Linked DNA regions of Mustela erminea: region 1 is linked to region 2. The links are chromatin contacts, called in public Hi-C maps. All regions are on one chromosome and are shown on one strand. The core of a region is the stretch at or near the end of the contact, and the rest is flanking DNA. Distances in the headings are between cores, read along the strand shown. Region 1 holds the start of RAD9B (cell cycle checkpoint control protein RAD9B). Region 2 holds the start of CCDC63 (coiled-coil domain-containing protein 63).

Evidence for each region. Hi-C and Micro-C count contacts between places; a contact is called where the count stands out from the background.
Region 1: a contact with region 2 is called in a Hi-C map of fibroblasts, with 4 times the contacts expected there. The contact joins the promoter of RAD9B here to the promoter of CCDC63 in region 2. A contact is called at or near these places in 2 of 3 Hi-C or Micro-C datasets (fibroblasts and spleen).

The regions. Positions count from the first base shown.
Region 1 is chr13:84,584,946-84,589,807 of mMusErm1.Pri, forward strand. RAD9B (cell cycle checkpoint control protein RAD9B) reads right to left here and starts at 1,649. Exons shown (of 11, transcript XM_032310789.1): 1 at 1,465-1,649. The coding sequence starts at 1,501. It overlaps VPS29 (vacuolar protein sorting-associated protein 29), which reads left to right and starts at 1,705. Exons shown (of 4, transcript XM_032310792.1): 1 at 1,705-1,819. The coding sequence starts at 1,817.
Region 2 is chr13:84,303,829-84,308,314 of mMusErm1.Pri, forward strand. CCDC63 (coiled-coil domain-containing protein 63) reads right to left here and starts at 1,975. Exons shown (of 12, transcript XM_032311035.1): 1 at 1,845-1,975.

The sequences.
Region 1 (4,862 bases), core at 399-2,898, 280 kb after region 2:
TGATATTTGAGGTTAGCGTGCAAGATGCCAGATCTTCCCACCAAACACACTCGGATGCCGTGTAAGGAAGAGAGGCTAGGCTGGGTGACATATCTGTCTAATCTGATATAACAGTATTAATATTCTTAACAATTATGAATAAGTACAAAATGTGGCAGATAGAGGATACTGTTGGGCTTTATGCTCAGCATGAACTCTGCCTCTGTCTCCCAAATAGATAGATAAAATGGATGGCCACATCAATCTACAGAACAGTAGAAAAAAGAAAAAATTTCAGAACATAAAATCAAATTATAATGCTTAAGAATCAGAAGCGTGTGAATTGGCGATGCCAGCCTGAAACTGAGATAGAATGAAGGGGGCCGGGGTAGGGGGGAGGTTAGAGGCATTTCTCCCTTTTTACCACTTTCTATTCAACACTTTTTCCTGGAGCTGCCTGATGCAGACCTTTCACTCATCCAATGAATAGTTTTTGAGCCCCTACTATGTTCCGAGTACAACTACCGCCATGCGGGCAGAGCAATGAACAGGACAGGAATGGATCCTGCCCTCCCAGTGCCTTGAGCCCTGTCCAGGAGGAAAAGCAAAACAATCATACAAATATTTGTTTATTGAGAACTGAGCTATATACACTGCTAGAGAAGTTCTAGAACACTGAGAACCTGTAACAGCCGGGAGCTTGTGCTTCCCTTTCCTGTTCATTACTACCGTTCCACGGATGGCCTCAACCCGGAGGAAGCTAACCACGACACAAGACGCCCTTCTACGGTCACTTCCACGTTACAATCTGTGGGAAACCGTTCTTCTCTTAAACAGAGACTTTCTGGGGTAACTGATGTGTAAGCACCATCGATAACACAGAACAGTTCCTGCGCCGTCCCGTCTATTACTGAGCTCTTTACATCCCTCTGTTTCATCTGTTTCATCCCCACAAGCCCTATGACGAAAATGCTGTCATTATTCTCATTTTTACAGACGAGGAAACGGAGCCCCCACAGTGATTCAGTGAATTGTCCCAGGTCCTACATCGAAAAATGGTAGAATCCGGAATAAAAACCAGGCTGATGCTTTCCTCGTGGGACTAAAATACTTGAACTGTTCAAGCCTCTTCCCCCCGCCCCCCCAAACTCCTCCTCACGCAGTCCTTATCATTCTGAGTTTGAGGCCCGCATTCCAAATCTCTGTTCCAATGGTGCAGGTTCATTTCACGGACACTGAAGACAATAAATACTACGCATTAATCAAAGCCGATAGGCCCTCTTCCTCCCCTCGGAAGCTACTAGGAGCCTGGGTGGGTGGCGGTGGTTCATAGCCGGGCCTTGTGTTGCCAACCCCTACACATAACGGACAAGGGGGAAATCGCCCCCATGAACCTTATAAGGTCTCTCTCGCTCGCTCGCTCTCAATCGCCCTTTTTTATTTTCTTTCCCTTTTCTACATAGGAAGGCAAGAAAGTCGCTCCACCTTTCACCTGACTGCCGCTCATCCCGCACTTCAGCATGGCCGCGGCCCCTAACAAGCCGCGCTCCAAGGCACGCCTCTGCTCGACGGCCCCCAGATGCCCGGATGTCGCCCGCTCTTTTCGAGGCTTCGAGATCTTACTCCTTCCCTCCCGCCCCCACCCCCGCCCCTCCCCGCCACCATTTCCCAAAGAGCAGCTACGTTTTACGGCGGAGAAGGGCCTCAGCGGGCCCCCGTAGGCCGGCTTCCGCCGACTCCACCTGTCATTGGTTGAGAGCGAAGTGGGCGGGTCGCCGAGGAGCCCGAGGAAGAAGGCGGCGGCGGTGCTGGTAACTGAGCGGAGCCCAGTGACAGGATGGTGAGGACGGCAGATGCGGCGACCGAGGCCTAGCTCTTGGCCGCGGTGCTGCGTCGTTGGGAGCAACTGGGAGTCTCTAGGCGAGGGCGTGGGCCATTTCGGAGTTGGTGGCGCGCAGCCCAGGGCCAGGCCTGGTGAAGGCTTAGGGGGAGGGCAGGAGAGGATAAGGAGAAGCCACCTCTGGGTGCGGCCGGCTCTGGCCTCGCACCCCCGACCCGGGGGCCAGAGGACGCCCGTGGTTAGGAAAGGGCCCGTCTCAGCGGCTCGTCCAGTCACGAGACCCGCACGCCCGATCCGGAAAAGGCCTTTAGGCCTGGGCCTCCGGCGTCCCCGAGAGAGGGGCATTGCATCCCCTCCGTTTCCAGACGTTTCCCTACTCCTTTCCCTCAAAAGGCACCTCCTTCTGCTTGGGGTATGCTGGTTGCCACCGCATGTGTTGGAAGCTGGCTTCTGGGATGCAAAACGGGAAGTAACGAGCATAATCCCCTATCCATTTTAATTTGCCTTCTGGGGAAAAGGAGTACAAATATCCCTTTCGCCCTTGAAATAAAGTGCAGCTGCCATTGAAATGTGGTAGGGAGTCCCCAGGGGACTGGATTTGGCTCTTAGAATGGCTGGAACTGTTGTTTTCTAAAGGGTTTATGAGCTCCCTGAAATTAGAAAATTTTGTGAATATGTATGTTTTTTCAGGTAAAGAGCCAGTGCTGGCGCCAAGGGGGTACTTTGGGGAGTTTTACCTCATTCGTTCATCAAGATTGCCCAGCCAGCTTCAGGGCTGGCCCCTCACGCGCTGGCCTCCAGTAGGCTTCTGCCCCAAGACCGTCCTACCTAAAAGCTCAGGAGCTGCTACTGAAGAGGGCTCATAACTGTAATCAGATTTTCAGAGGTGCCTTTCACCCCCTAAAAAGTTAAGAACGTGTTCAAAAAGAGCTCCGATTATCAGTATTTTTGCTATTTGTGTTGCTGAGGGTAACTCTAAAGGGACTTCTCTTTCTGATAAGCATCCATGGTATTTTTAAGATTATCACGGTTCTATGACAAGCATATCCTTTAAGGTGGCTTATAGATGTGACAGCCAAAGATTTACGGTACATGCTTCTTTGGTGTCTTTGTATATGTGAAAGGCGTTAATCCCGTTTTTTATTTTTGCTTCTAAACAGACTCCAGTTCAGTTTACAGTAATTTTGAGACAGTTTTGAGAAGATGACATGATTCCATACTCATGTTTCTCAAGTTTTTTTGAAAGATGAACACTTTTTTAGGGTAGTTATACTGGAACGTAACTTGTCACCTGAGATAGAATTGGGCAAAATTTAGCATTAGCTGATTCTTTTATGATTAAATACCTTTCACTTGGCAAAGTAGACTAGAAATGTTCAACACTTAGTAATGTCCAGTGTCAGTGGGCAGCAAATTCAGGTGTGGAGAGGGTCCAGTTTTGGCTGGATGAATGTTTTTGCTCTTTTATCATCTTTAGTTGGTGACTTCACCATCTGATAATTTATTCAAAATGCTGTGTTAGATCTTTACAAAACAAGGATCTAGCTGTGGCATAAATTTTCCACCTGCTAGAATTTTGAGCATAAGAGAATTAAAATGAGTATACTTGAGGAATAATTAGTCTTTAAGAATCCACCAAAATGTTAGCTTTCATTTACATTGTTACTGATGCATTTTCCAAATTGTCTTATAAAATTCTAGACAACAGGAAACGAAAGGGGAGGAAAGCGATATAGAGAATAAGATGAGAAGCAGAAAAAATTGACAAGGCAGTTTTCCTTTTTCTTTTTTTACAGTGTGTGTATGTGTGTGTCATGTTTAAAAATACAGCAAATGGTTCTTTTGGTGATGTTTTGAGCAAAGCCAGTTTTTAACATTTTCTCTCATAACACCCAGAAATCATTAACAATTGTTTGCGTATTCATTTGATATGAGTTTTTCGTTGCTCTGTTTTTGGTTTGTTTCTTTTCGTTGCTTTCTTTTAACATTGGTCATGTTTCACCCTTTTTTTTCATTCCCCTGTCTGCAATCAACTTCTTCATTCCACTAAGGCTGGGCACAGAGTAAGTTTCTTCTCTTAGCTCGTACTAACAGCGGTGGTCGGGTGGCTGATTACTGGGATTTTCACCCTTTTACAGTCTCTCCAATAGGAAGTGGCCAACTTCCTATGCTTTGATTGGGTTGGTTCTTATTTGAATTTAATAAGACTGCCAGTTCAGGATCTTTTGCTGTCTCAAAAGACTATAAACTTTGTCTAACCTGAACTGTCCAAAGTGTGGAGTTTGGGCAAGGAAATTCCGCAGAGTATGACATTTGTTATGCGACACTATAATGTAGTCACCTACATGAAACAAGAGTCTTAGTAAGAATCTTTACTAGTTTGAAATAATTTTTGTTTGGTCATTCCTATAGTTTTATCTTTAAACTGCTAATAATCTGGGTACACTTGGGCATAATCCAGAATACATGATAGAATTGAGGTCATTGATCATTATGAAGTATCATATCAAACTAATATCTTTTTGAGCACATTCAGATTGAACAGCTCATTCATTATCAGTGCCAAAGATTTTCATCCTGCGGTAGACGTACACCCTTTATGAGTTTGAGGTTCTTTTTTTTTTTTAACTATAGAAATCTATTTTTTTTACCTTTTTCTCAAATGCCAGCTTCCCACATTAACTATGTACTTCAGTCCATATCCGAAGGGATCCCCCTCTAAAGATGAAGACTGTTCTCTCTCCAGGTACTTTTGCATTGATTACCCATGAGAGTTGAAACTTCGTAGTTGTTTTTAGTTTTACAGTAAGATGTCTTATCCACGAAGATCTGGATTGAAACCGTTTTTTTTTTAAGATCTTATTTATTTGACAGAGAGAGACACAGCGAGAGAGGGAACACAAGCAGGGGGAGTAGGAGAGGAAGAAGCAGGCTGCTTGTGGAGCAGGGAGCCCAATGTGGGACTCGATCTCAGGACCCTGGCATCATGACCTGAACCAAAGGCAGAAAGGCAGGTGCTTAAGGTCTGAGCCACCCAGGCGCC
Region 2 (4,486 bases), core at 725-3,224:
GGAATTCTGGGTAGAAATTACTAGCTGGCCCAAGGTTGAGAGGCAAGTGGATGAAAGGAATATTCAGAGTGGTGTGTGATCTAATATAAGTGGTGACATCCAGGGAGAAGTGATTGGCAAAGAAGTCTGGAAAAGTCTGGAGGTTCCTTAAAAGCAAGAATATAATAAGATCAGTGTGTAGGAGAGCTCAGGGTGGGGGTAGAGGACGTAGCAGGATTTACTCGACTGATATGGCTTAGGCAAAAGATACTCGCTTTCGGACCTCTTTCTATTTATGAGTTTTACGCAGCTCTAATTTCATATTGCCCAGGAGCTTTTCTATGTTCAAGGGCTCTTCTGGACCTAAGTGAATCTGTGATACACCTTTCTAAAAGCAGGACTCAAGTAAACATGACAATCAATGACAGTATGATTCTACCTCTCCGAGCCTCAGTCTCCTCATCTTTTGAATGGGGATACTCATACCGAACTCTCGGCATAAACTAATGTGTATAAAGCTCTTAGCACAGTGCCTAGCACATAACAGGTGTTTGATGAATGTACCTTGTTTGTGAATCAGGACTGTCAAGTATCAGTTTATCTTGCCCTTGAGTTATTTGGTTGTGTTGTGTGTTTTTCCCGGGGAACTGGAGGCACCATCCACTTCCCACCTTTTTGCTGATACCCACTCCACACACCCGAGCCAGGCTCCCCTAGAGAGCTAGGCTCTCCCTAGCTTCCAGACACCAACATAGGTCTTTCTCTGTCTGTGCCCCCTGGGCTGGGCCCACTGTGTTCCCTACAGAGAATCATCCCCATTCTCACAGCTGAGCCTTCAGAGCCCCACCAGTATTCCAGCCCCTGGCTCACCTCTCTCTCATTCCAGGGTCTCAAACTTGAGGCCTATGGGTGGGTTCAACCTTCTTTCCATCCTGTTTAGCAAGCAGTGTTTTTTTTTTAATTTTTTAAAAGATTTTATTTATTTATTTGACAGAGAGAGATCACAAGTAGGCAGAGAGTTAGGCAGAGAGAGAAGGGGAAGCAGGCTCCCCGCTGAGCAGAGAGCCCGATGCAGGACTCAATCCCAGGACACTGGGATCATGACCCCAGCCGAAGGCAGCGGCCCAATCCACTGAGCCACCCAGGCGCCCCTTAGCAAGCAGTGTTTTAAAATACGAATGTGGGTATTGTACTCACTCTCCTGGCTGCAGACTTCACTGCTCCCTAGTGCCTACCTAACTCCTCTCTCCAATTCCCACATTCTCTGCAACTGCCCAGAGCTAGCAGGAATTTGACTTTGCGATTCCAGAGAGGAAGCTCAAAGCCTGCCCTCAAGCACATGCCCTCCGCTTCCCTGGGCTTCAGTCCAGCCACTACAGCATCTATAGTCTGGGGCACAGGATAAGCTCTTAGCAAATAAGTGTTTGAATGAATGAAGAGATCACCTTTCCCAACTAACATTTAATTAGCAGGGGCAGGGAAGGCAGGCTCCTCCTCTGCTGCTGAATTTTTACAACTGTCATTAAAGGAAAAGCCAGACCCATGACTGCATGGGTTATAAAATGCCAGGTCTGAGAGAGGAGCCTATAAAACCTGAACAAAGGCTGCCCAACCTGGTGGTAAGTTAAAGATGTACTTGGGGCATTAGCCAAGTACGGGTACAGAAAAACAGTTTTTTTTTAATGGGATATTTATAGGGTGAAATGGGAGTTTGTTGAACTTTCTTGAAGTTATTTTACGCATTGTAGTTTATGTTTAATTGAGGGAGCTTATGATATTTTCCAGCTTTAGGGCAGCTTAAAGGAAATGGGCTGGGGGCCGCCACCAGCAGGGGGAGCTGTGGAGCAGCAAGTGGTGAAACTTACCCGGGGCCGCCAGCCCCAGCTGCGTGTCAGATGGCGGGGGCAGTTCCGAGGGCACCGAGACCAATGCTCGCTGCGCGGCCCCGCTGCACCCACCCCCAGCCCCGCGTCTGGAAGTTCTCGGAGCCCTGGAACTGGCGCCTTTGTGACCCGCACAGACAGGCGTTCTTCCCTGGAAGGCTCTGGAAGAGAACCCAAGCGAATGGCGAGAAGGTCGACGGTGGAGGACTGACACACCTCTCAGCGACCCCTTTCCAGAGTAGCTACCTTCACGTTAGTCAGTAACAGCCACTCCCACCGCCACTCAGTCGCCATCTCAGGGGCTCCCTCATCGCTGGCACCTGCATTCACACTCTCCCCACAGCCTTACCGCAGCTGCGATGGGTACACCCTCCACACGCACCAAAACGGACCCATTTCTTCCTGCTCTGCAAAACAAGAGAGAAACAATTAATTAAAGACAACACGAACTTCACCAGCAGCGGGGACATTGCCCGTCATTTTCTTCAGGAGGACCCACACCCACCCTCTGTGAGCATGACACAGGGAACCCTAGTCTGACCCAGGTCACCCATGACTCCTGGCAGGAGCATTTTTCACAGGCCAAATGGAGTAGTTTAAAGATAAACATTTTCCATACAAATGGCCCCCAAACACCAACTGACCACTTCTTTCTGGACTAAATTCAAGAAGCAGCCACATTGCTCAAGGCAAATGATGGGGGTATTGGTTTTCTAGGGTGATCATGATTCAATGTGATTTTTACCTTACCAACTAGGCCCTGGAATAACTGTATGTAGCTCAGTCACACTAAGATCTCCATTGTCTTATCCCTAAACTCTCGGGACAAGATGTGTTTTAGAACTTACTGTATTTTTGGCTTCAGAAAGTTAATGTGGTGCACAAGGAAACATGTTGTCCCTGATGTTGCTGGCAGCCACGTTGTAACCATGAGGAAAGTTAGTGTAATGGTATATCATGTATGGGGTTTGGGCAACATGTCATAACCAGGCACATTAATGTTTCTTCAAGGAAACATGTGAATATTCATGCCAAGTAGAATGAAGATTTTGGGAAGCCTCCTGTCAGGCCTTGATGACTCACATGAAATGTTTTGGGGCAAGTGTTCCCACCCTTATTTTACAGATGAGGAAACAGGCTTGAAGAAATAGCGACTGCTGCAGCAAGTGGATAAGCCAGGACTGGAATGCAGGGCTGTCTGTCTCAGGGGCAACCCTGAGTGAAGCCATAGCCCCAGACCCTAGCAGCTCTTCTGGAAGCTGATAGCTACCATCTCTTTGCTATTTAAAGGGCCACCATAGCCCTCAGCTCCATACATAGCCTAGTGACTCACACATTTCAAGTGTCAGCGACTGAAAAACGATTAAGTTCAATTAGGTCCAGGACTTGTTAAAAATAGGTTCTCCTCTGAAGAATTTACTCTCCCTGCCTTTATGGATGCAGATCTCAGCAGCCCCCATGCAGAGAAGTGTGAGGCTTTTTAAATTAGAACCTGCCAGAACTGATTCTGCTAAAGGGATCTTCAGCTCCATCAGCGGGGCTTGGAGCAGAGTGAGATACCAGCTTGCCAAAGCAATGAGCCAGCGGTGAGAAATGTTGGCGATAACAGAGTCCACAGAATGGAGGAGGAAATTAGAATCAGGCTACAGAGGAGCTGGGCAAAGGCAATTGGCCAGAGACCAGGAAGCTGATTGTCCAAATGACTCTTTGGCTACAAGGATCAGACATCCACTCAAAATAGTTCAAAATGATTTTTTTTTTCCTTCTCCAGCATCTGTTCCCCCTTCTTCCTTCCTGGCAGATCCCAATTTGTTCAGGTAACCAGCCCTCTCCCATTCAGCCGATGGAAATTGATTTGTACGTGTATCTCCAGGGTAGATCTCAATTAATTACCCTTAGCCAATCCTTTCCATCCTCCTCGCCAATGATTGGACCAGGAACACAAATGCAAGCCAATCATGGCATAGCATTCTCCTGGAGACTGCAAAGCGTCAAGAATAGGTACATAACTGACAGTGACCTAATCAGACAGAAAGGAAGTATTTATAGTCTGGGGTTGGAGGGGAAATGCGTTTTCTAGCTGCATGGATGGGAACAGGAGGCGTGTTGCCCCTGTTGTTGATGGTCCCTCTTGTAACCATGAGATAAGCCAGTGTGAGATCAAAGCCAACACTTGATGGAGAAAAAGGGCCTAGAAAGAGTTTCAGAGCAATATAGCAGGAACTCTGATTATACCATGCCTGAAATCCATGTTGGCTCTGTACTTCCTGTTACAAGAATCTGTAACAATCTGTTACAAAATCATGCTAAATTATATGAATACCAAGGTTATCGTGTGTAAACTGGAGACACATTCCTATGAAGAACAAGAACTAAGAACTAGAAAGCTATCAGAAACCAAATCAGCTCTTCTCTCCAACTCTCCAACTCTGTCTTTCAAACTACCTGGTCTCTCAACCTGACCTCTTGTTTTTATTTTTATTTTTTTAAAGTAAACGTTACCTCCGATGTGGTACTTGAACTTACAACCCTGAGGATCAAGGGTTCCATGCTCTGCTGACTGAGCCAGTCAGCTGTCCCTGACCTCTTATTTTTGAAGACTATTTTCTTTCTCTTCTCCTGCC